Linked DNA regions of Mus musculus: region 2 is linked to region 1. The links are chromatin contacts, called in public Hi-C maps. All regions are on one chromosome and are shown on one strand. Each heading gives the region's core, a stretch centred on a gene start, on an enhancer-like site or on the middle of the called end of the contact. The rest is flanking DNA. Distances are from core to core; before and after follow the strand shown. Region 1 has its middle 200 kb from the start of Mir21c. Region 2 overlaps Nrp1 (neuropilin 1).

The links. Hi-C and Micro-C count contacts between places; a contact is called where the count stands out from the background.
Region 2: a Hi-C map of bone marrow-derived macrophages shows a contact between it and region 1, with 12 read pairs. The contact joins two enhancer-like sites. A contact is called at or near these places in 2 of 484 Hi-C or Micro-C datasets (bone marrow-derived macrophages and brown adipocytes) and 1 of 115 datasets of contacts at active chromatin or transcription factors (microglia).

Annotation. Positions count from the first base shown.
Region 1 is chr8:128,076,823-128,081,262 of GRCm38.p6, reverse strand. No RefSeq gene overlaps it. Among named protein-coding and RNA genes, the nearest start is that of Mir21c, 200 kb to the left of the region's middle. Within about 2 kb of position 2,347, at least 52 of the 459 cell types and tissues checked have an H3K27ac peak or open chromatin away from gene starts, as enhancers often do. A contact at or near this core is called in bone marrow-derived macrophages, where this site is marked.
Region 2 is chr8:128,448,509-128,452,948 of GRCm38.p6, reverse strand. All of the region lies in intron 6 of Nrp1 (neuropilin 1), which reads right to left. Among named protein-coding and RNA genes, the nearest start is that of Gm32643, 42 kb to the left of the region's middle. Within about 2 kb of position 2,143, at least 40 of the 459 cell types and tissues checked have an H3K27ac peak or open chromatin away from gene starts, as enhancers often do. A contact at or near this core is called in bone marrow-derived macrophages, where this site is marked.

The DNA.
Region 1 (4,440 bases), core at 1,098-3,597:
TCCTCCCATCAGCTTGCTTTGTTCCCCTAGACAATTTCACATCTACTCATTTAATCTGTGTGTATATAGTTTATGTAGCTATATAAATCTGGTATCCACAATTAAGAGAGAACATACAATATTTGTGTGAGACTGGCTTGATTCACTTAACATGATTATCTTCAATTGTATCTATTTGCCTGCAAATGACCAAGCTTCATTCTTCTTTATGCCTGAATAAAATTGCATTGTGCCCACACACTGCTTTTCCTTATCTATCCCTCTGATACACTTAGGTTGGTTCTATAATTTAGATGTCATGAATAGAGCAAGTGTCTCTACAGTATATAAACTTGGTGTCCTTCATAAGTATCCAAGCGTGGTATATAGCTGGGTCATTTCAATCACCTATTTCCTTTTTGTTCTTTCTTTCTTTCTTTCTTTCTTTCTTTCTTTCTTTCTTTCTTTCTTTCTTTCTTTCTTTCTTTCTCTTTCTCTCTCTCTCTCTCTCTCTCTCTCTCTCTCTCTCTCTTTCTTCCTTTTTCTTTCTTTCTTTTTTGATAAACTTTCATAGCAGTTTCTACAGAGGCTGGAGTAATTATATTCTCAATAGCAGGTATGAGGTCCCTTAGTCTATATCTATACTAGAACATACTTTTTCCTTAGTGGCTGATATGTCTTTTTGTTATTGTAGCAGTTTGGTGTGTGTGTGTGTGTGTGTGTGTGTGTGTGTGTGTGTGTGTGTGTGATTGGTTGGTTGGTTTGTTTTGGTTTTGGAGACAGAGTCTGGCTTTGGAGCCCATGTTGGCTTTGAAGTTATGATCTCCCTCGACTCAGCCTTCCTAGTGCTGAGACAACAGGTCTGTACCACTACTTAAGGCCAAATACACCCTCTTACCCACTGTGTCTCCTCATTTCAGTGTGTCCCATGGTCCTGAACTAAAGCAGCAGTGAGGACTCAGCAGAAACAACAGAGGGGGACCTCAGGGTTTCTGCACTCAGCAGGAGCAAAGAAGGGAGGAAACTGTCAGGGTGTCTCCACTCAAGAGGAATATAGCAGAAACCGTGGGGTCTGTCCACTCAGAAGAAGTGACAGAGGGGAAACCCTGGGGTCCTGACACTGAGGGAAGCAATCTGCAAGCCTCCTTTCTGACTCTCCACCCACCCCACCTCCTAGTTGCTGAGACATCCATCTTCTCAGCACCAGGAAGGCCAAGATGCCTCCATCTCCCTCCTGCTCCTTGCCTGCTGGATGTGCAGTAACAGACCCAGTTCCTTGGTTGGCCCCTTGCAATGTTTTAATCACTCTCTTCCCCGCCAAGCTTTACTTTAAATGAGTCCTTGCTTCCCAGTCCTTCTCACAGGAGGTTTTCAGATAACAAAAAGGGAAAAGGCCTATGGAAATATTCTGCTTCCTGTTGGGTCCCACAGAGCTCTCCACGGAAGAAGACAGCAAACGCAAACAAGTTAGAATGAACGCCAAGCGAGGAAGGACATGCTCTGTCTTTGTGTTGGAGCATAGATCCATTTCAGTTGAATAAAAGAGGCCGCTGTGACCCCAACATCACATCTTTGTGTTCAGGCAGCTGGCTCCCACCAAAGAATATGTTTGAGATTACCCTTCCTGATACGACACTGATGCTTTCAATAACCACATCTTCTGATCACATCCAGAGCACATTAGAAAACCATTTACTTTATTCAAAAAAAAAAGTGTACCATCTTCAGACCCGAGCCTTCAGTTAATATTGGCATTCATACATGAGTGAGCATTGCAGCTTAAGCTTTCTCGGTTGTCAGCACGGAGTTATGAACATATTGAACTGTGATTTTTACTTTTTAACCTGGGGGCCCTTCAACTTTCCAAAAGGGGAAAATTCGGATGATCTTGTCTGATTGCATGAGACCACATTGGTGGGAGAAGGTTAGATGGGGAAACAGCAGGGAGTGAGAATAAAGAAAATAACAAAAGCCAGGTGAGATAATTAAAACCTTCTTAATCTCCTCATACTGAGGAACGGTGTCAGCCCATTTCTTTCTCCTTTTTTTAAAACAGTGTGAGCCTGCATTTCTACTTCATTTCAAACTGCTCTTCCCATTAGCACTCGTTCTGCAGATGCGAATCAGTGGGATAAATTAAGTTTTGCTCAAGGCATTTAGTATAGTAATAATCTGCCTCTCAGAAGAGGGGGAAAAAAACATAGCAAAGAATCTCCGCCCTGCAATGCCAGGTGTGGGCTGAAACAAAGCTATGAAGGAAAGGTGCCCCTGCTGAAGCTGCCTGTTGCAACCAAGGCCTGGTGTTGCCAGGAGGCCCATTTTGGAAAGTGAAAGGGGAAGTCACTGTAAAAGGTCATCTGAGTATAAATAAGAAGTGAAAGTAGCCTCTTACAAACTTATATTTAGGAATTTGGGAAGTAGCTCAGTTATCAGAGTGCTTGTATACTATGCCAAAGCTGTGGGTTCAATTTCATCCACCTCATAAAATCAGGCATAGAGGGTACATACTGGTAATTCCAGAACACAGGAGGTAGAGGCAGGAGGACCCTCAGCCATATAGCAAGTTTGAGGACAACCTGAGGTACACGAGACCCCATCTCAGAAAATTAAAACAACAAAACACCTCTGTGTATGAACAATGGAAGAATATAGCATAGTCACTAAGAAACTTACACAGGGATGTCCGTAGAGAAGTTAGGTCAGTCTTATAACACAGCAATGTAACACAATGGAAGAATTACCATGAAGAACCTACTGAGCAAATTGCCAGCTATAGCCTGATTGTTATCTATTGGCCCTGAGCATAGAAATGGCAACGAAATGACAGAACACATCAGTGTATTCATTTCTCTCTTGGTGTGTTAGTCAGCTTTCTACCTGTAACAAAATGTCCAGAATGGCTGACTTTAAAAAGAGAGAAGTCTTGCCTCAGTGTTGGAAGTTTCACAGAAAGGTCAGATAAGAGCGCATGCGTAGTCTGTTTTATAAGACACTCTTATACTCCATATTGCAGAAAAGAGTCAGCACGGACATGTCACTACTAGCTTAGCATGTGCACACTGCTAATGGTTTATTTGTTCTGATGCTCAGATGCCCATGAAGAAATACAAGGCTGATAGCAGGAAAAAGCTAAATCAGGATAAGAGAGATGACTCCGTGGATAAAGGTGTTTGCTGCCAAGCCTGACAACTGGAGTTTAATCCCTAGATCCCGTATGGCAGAAGGAAAAAACTGACTCTTGCAACTCATCTTTTGACCTCCACATAAGTCCCAAGGCAACACAAACACACACGCTCACACACACAAAATGGGAGAAAAAGAAAGACTAAGAAAAGGAAGAGAGGTTAATTAAACTTGGCCTTTCAAGACATGTCTGTAGGTATCTACAGAACGAGGGGAAAGTGTAAAGAAGAATGATAAAAGGCACCAATGTCATAAGTCTTAGAAACATGGCTGACCCCAGAGCAGAAGGGCAAGCCTGGGATCCAGAATGATAGACAGCCTTTGTCCCGACCTTCTCCCTTATAATCTGCCTGCTGGAGTTGAAATGAAAGACAGTCATTTAAAAGGAATCCACTTTACAACTTCATTGCCCACACAGGCCCATGTGTGCAAGGTATAGTAATCTACTGTCCTCTCAAATTGCCAGTACCTGTCTCTGCCATTAGCTGTGTGTAACATGGGGTGGGAGCTCAACATTTCTGTTACAGCTTCATGACCAATTGGCCCATTGTTCTGTGAACCATGGAGAGGCAAGACATTACATCAGAAGCACATGGGAGAGTAACCTGTTTCCATCACACTGGGAACAAAGAGAAAGTGGGCAGACTGAGAGCCTTAGTAACTCTTTGAAGGGCCTAATGAAGCACCACCTCTTAAGTGTATCATCTCCCCTCAGCAGTTGATGGGTTGGGCACTGAGCCTTCTACACGTGGGCCTTTGTCAGCAATAAGGGTGTAAGTATAGCTCTCATGCTATGCTACTGTCTTAGCCTAGCACCCGAGAAACAAGGTCCCAGGTCAACCTTTGGCCAACACACACACACACACACACACACACACACACACACACACACACAAATGTGTTCCATACATATATACTGTGTGCACATACACATAAAAAATAATTAAATAATAAATAGCACTTATGATTATCTGTGTTGTGATTCAGTTGGGCTTCTCATGACACCTCCTTTGCCTGGAATATCACATCTGCTCACTTGTCTCAAATTTGTCCTCATAGTGACATATGTCCTTCCTCCTGGAAGCTGCCCAGTCCACACACCAGAAGGGGTCAAGCAGCCTGCTGTGTAGTCATGATGCTAATATATGTCAGCTTTTTTCCTTCCCTGGTCAGAAGCACTTTCAGCTCAGCAGATGTATCTTCTTTTAGCTGTTTTTGGTATCAGGAGAGTGCCTGGGAAATTAGTAGACAGAACAAATGTTCTCTTACCTTAAGAAG
Region 2 (4,440 bases), core at 894-3,393, 370 kb before region 1:
GATTTCATAAACAGTAGTAGATTCAAGAAGGAACAACATTTCTATAAGATATCACTAATGGGACAACACATTCCACTCTTTCAGAGTATTTTTCCTATGGAAAAAAATATATATTTGTAGTTATAAGGTAATCCAATCCTGTCATTTCCTTCTGTTTTATGGATATATCTCCTAGACAATATCTTCCTTCCTTCCTTCTTTCCTTCCTTCTTTCCTTCCTTCCTTCCTTCCTTCCTTCCTTCCTTCCTTCCTTTCTTTCTTTCTTTCTTTCTTTCTTTCTTTCTTTCTTTCTTTCTTTCTTTCTTTCTTTCTTTCTTTCTCTCTCCCTTCCTTCCTTCCTTCCTTCCTTCCTTCCTTCCTTCCTTCCTTCCTTCCTTCCTTCCTCTCTCTCTCTCTCTCTCTCTCTCTCTCTCTCTCTCTCTCTCTCTCACACACACACACACACACAGGTTCTGTGAAGTTTAGGCTGATCTAGAACCCACTACTTAGCCAAAACTGGTCTGGAACTCTCAGGCTTCTCTTGCCTTAGCCTTCTGAGTGCTGAGATGACAAGTATGTGCCACCACACCTAACCTCATCACCATTTTAAGGGTATCACCCCATACTGATGGATTTATGTCCTGCTACTTTTGAGCCCTCCGGTATTGGACTTAATGTAATAATCATTGACTCTAGAGAGGTGTGTTCAGTAGATTTGGACAGATAGCAAATCTGTGGCAACTTCAAATGTGTGACCTTAGGAAGGGCTGACATACACAGTATGAAACAGGAAAGAAAAGATGCAACGTTAAACATTGGGAAGGGTGGGGGAGGGGAGACATTTCACAGCTGACTGTGATGTCCAAGTGTGTAGCAAAGATTCTATAGTAGGATTCTGCAAGTAGACAGGAAGAGGAAGGGAGTGGGGCACACAGGAAGAGCAGAATTGACCATGAAGATCTGTAAAGATGAAACAGTCAGCACCAAGTAGCCAGCTATGCTTCTCACACTAGCAGACACTGTTGGTCTTAAATGCGTGGACTCTGAAGGACACTAATTGGAAGGCAGTGGTCAGCAGCTGTGGAGATAATGTAGAATCTCCAGATCCATCCTCGTCCATGTCCGGACTTTGCTTTGCTTTCACCCACCTTCTATTCCAGGCCACAAGAATGGTACACTTAAGACAAACAGCAGGAATAGTAGAGAAGCCAGCACTGTTCAGGGAAGTTCTCCACAGTGCACCCCCGCTGTGTTCTGGAGGGTTCCTTTCCTGCATGTTGCTCTCTTTCCCCACAGATATTTAGGCTCACAGGTACTACGATCAGGTAATATGCTTCCCAAACCCAGGCAACTTCTCTTCTCTCACTGTCTCCTGATTATTTGAGAGTCCTTACTTTCTGAGTTTGTAGAATATCCTTAACTTTCGGAGTTTTAGAGTATATCTTTACTTTCTAGCTGTCATATTCTTGCCTGGAAGATGGATGTGTTTTCAGGTCTGAATTTGGAGGAATTCTGTGATGAGGGATGGTGGGGAGGGATATGGAGTGGGGGTAGGCACATGTGCCATTGAACATCAAATGGTTTTCTCAGCTCGTTGAGCACTTCCCACTGGGGGTATGACACACATCAACATCTGGAAAGTATCCAGTGGTATGTACACTATCTTCAGAAGTTCATCAGACTTTGGAGTTCTAGTGGCTGCTTCCTGAGCCAGTTTTCACAGCTCAGTGGACATAAGTGACTCAATAAGACACTGTTTCCAACATTGATATAAAATTCAAAGAGTCTAGATTCTCTCACCATATCTTATTTTTGAACAAAGAGCTATCAGGCAGAAACAAAGAAATCACCAGCTTTTCCTTGTAGGTGTGAGATAGGGAGCAGCGTTGGTCCTACTGCTGGGGACCCTGGAAGGCAGGGGTCCCCTGACTCCTTCCTTGCTCTTTCTGTTCAGGTATCTACAAGAATAAACACTTTACGGCCAAAGGCATTGTCTTCACAATAACAGGAAACACATTCCCCAGATACAGAGAGGCAAGGAAAGGCCCACATTTTACTGAGGATCACTGGAGGACGAAGCAGCATTTCTCAGCATTGTATAGTAAATCACACAGCTCGTAGCCTTTGAGCCATGAAATGCTTGCCGCTGCTTGCCATGACTGCGCACAACCGGCCATTGGTAATGTAATGTGGAAAACCTCATTTCCAAAATGAAAATCTGCCTTGCTCAATAAAATACGGCCCCGTGAGTGAGCATTGGCAAGGGAGCATTTATCAGCTTTTAATGCTCCCCTGGCAGGCCAGCACAACAGCCTGAGAAAATAAAGGACAAAGAACTGAGGTCTGATTAAAAACCGGAAAGTCTGCTTGTGAGGGGAAGACATGGCAGGTTTTCTTCAGAACATCTCTGATGACTCAAGGCTGTTTAATTCATCAGTTGATACTAAAGCTAAAGAAAATATTTTTAAGTAATTGTCTCATTTCCTTAGATAAAACACATGTTTTCTGACCTAGCCAGGCATGTAGACCTCAGCTATTCTAGGCTGAGTGGGCTGATTCACAGCATCTGACCATTGTCTGCTTGAAACTCAGGATCTCTGGCTTTTTATAGATGCTAATCAGAACACAACCACCTAAGGTTAATAACATAATCCTCTGATGGTTAATAACATAATTCTTTATCTATATTATTTTGTCACGATTATTGTCTTATTTAGAAAAATGCTGATAACTAAAATTGTTCTTTTTAATAGAAAATCTGCAATGCAGCCTCTGTGTTTAGGGTATTTAATTTAAGGGTAAAACTTAAATGTGTTACCTCCTTCAAACCACCTATCAAACAAGGAAAATTTTATGGATAAATAAACTGAGAAACAAACTGTCATATTCCCTGGTCCAGAGTCACCCTGTGTGGCTCAAGGCACCCCATGCTGGTCTTCAAGTTCGGTGGCAGCAAAAATATAATCCAACAGCTTTTTTTTTTTTTGGAAATTAAATATTTTGTGCAGTTATGGGAAATATGAGGCCATCTGTGACTACCTTGTTGATTACTTTAAACTGCACACAAGGCTACTGGAAGAGTTTACTTTGAATATTATTATATGGTGGAAGAATAAGCTGATAGTTATGGATTTTTTTTTAAAGTTCAAGACAAAGATCCAACATTCTCTGGTAATCTTAGACACGTGAATGAATCCTTCTGACCATAGTTAAGAGAAAACCAAGTTCCGGTTGCAGCTGGATCTGATTCCTTGACACTCTTCTAGTGTTAACCCACAAACCAGTAGAACCAACTTAAAAACAAAAATTTAATTGTGAGTTAGTCCTTGACTAGTAAGCAGTTCCACTTGGTTCTTTGTCAGGGTTCATGAGAAAGAGGCAAAAGGAATAGCAAAATCTTACCCAGTTGCCTACCAGAAATTAATATTGCTCCTCTGTCTTTTATCTTTTGGCAGACTTTACTTAGAGAACAAGGGTGTCTTCAGACTCCAACACACACACACACACACACACACACACACACACACACACACGCACGCGCGCATACACATGCACACACACAGACACCATACAATCAAACATATGAATTCACACACACAGACATAGATATCACACATACCCCACACATAGGTATGTAGACACACGCATAGACACACACACCACATAATGAAGCATGCACCATACACACAGACACATAGTCAGACATACCACACATAGGTACACACAAATACCACACTACACATATCTGATACATCAGAGAAAGAGAGAGAGAGAGAGAGAGATCACACATGCATACATGCACACATACACACCAGAGATCTATACACAATTCATATCTTTCTCCAAGCTATATATACTACACACATAGAGATAATCCATATATACTCATCCACACATACCACATACACATACCACATTACACATTAAGAAACACACCAGACACATACCACACATAGCCACACCACACCATACCACACACATACCCTACACACACACACACACACGAGAGAGAGAGAGAGAGAGAGAGAGAGAGAGAGAGAGAGAGAGAGAAATACTACATACATACATACATACATACACACATACATACATACATATATACATACATATACCACAGAGACAAGCATATACTACATAAATACATCACTAACACATCACATGGACCCCACACTCCTTTGTGGACCTTTGTAAAACGCAGGAATCTAGACATGAAGCAGATGATAGTTACAGAGACAAGGAATCCTCACTGTGGTTTAACTCCAAGCTTAGCATCACTGTATGGCTGAATTGTTTTCTCTGCCTCTGGGACACCAGGCATTCCCATGAAGGAGAGATGCTCTCCCGAGATTCCACTTTTGAGCCAGCAACACTCCTCTATCTTGCATGAAGCTTTATGTCTACACTAGAAACAAAGCACTTTGAGAAAACATTACACTGATTGTGTGCAGCTTTGCTGTTCAG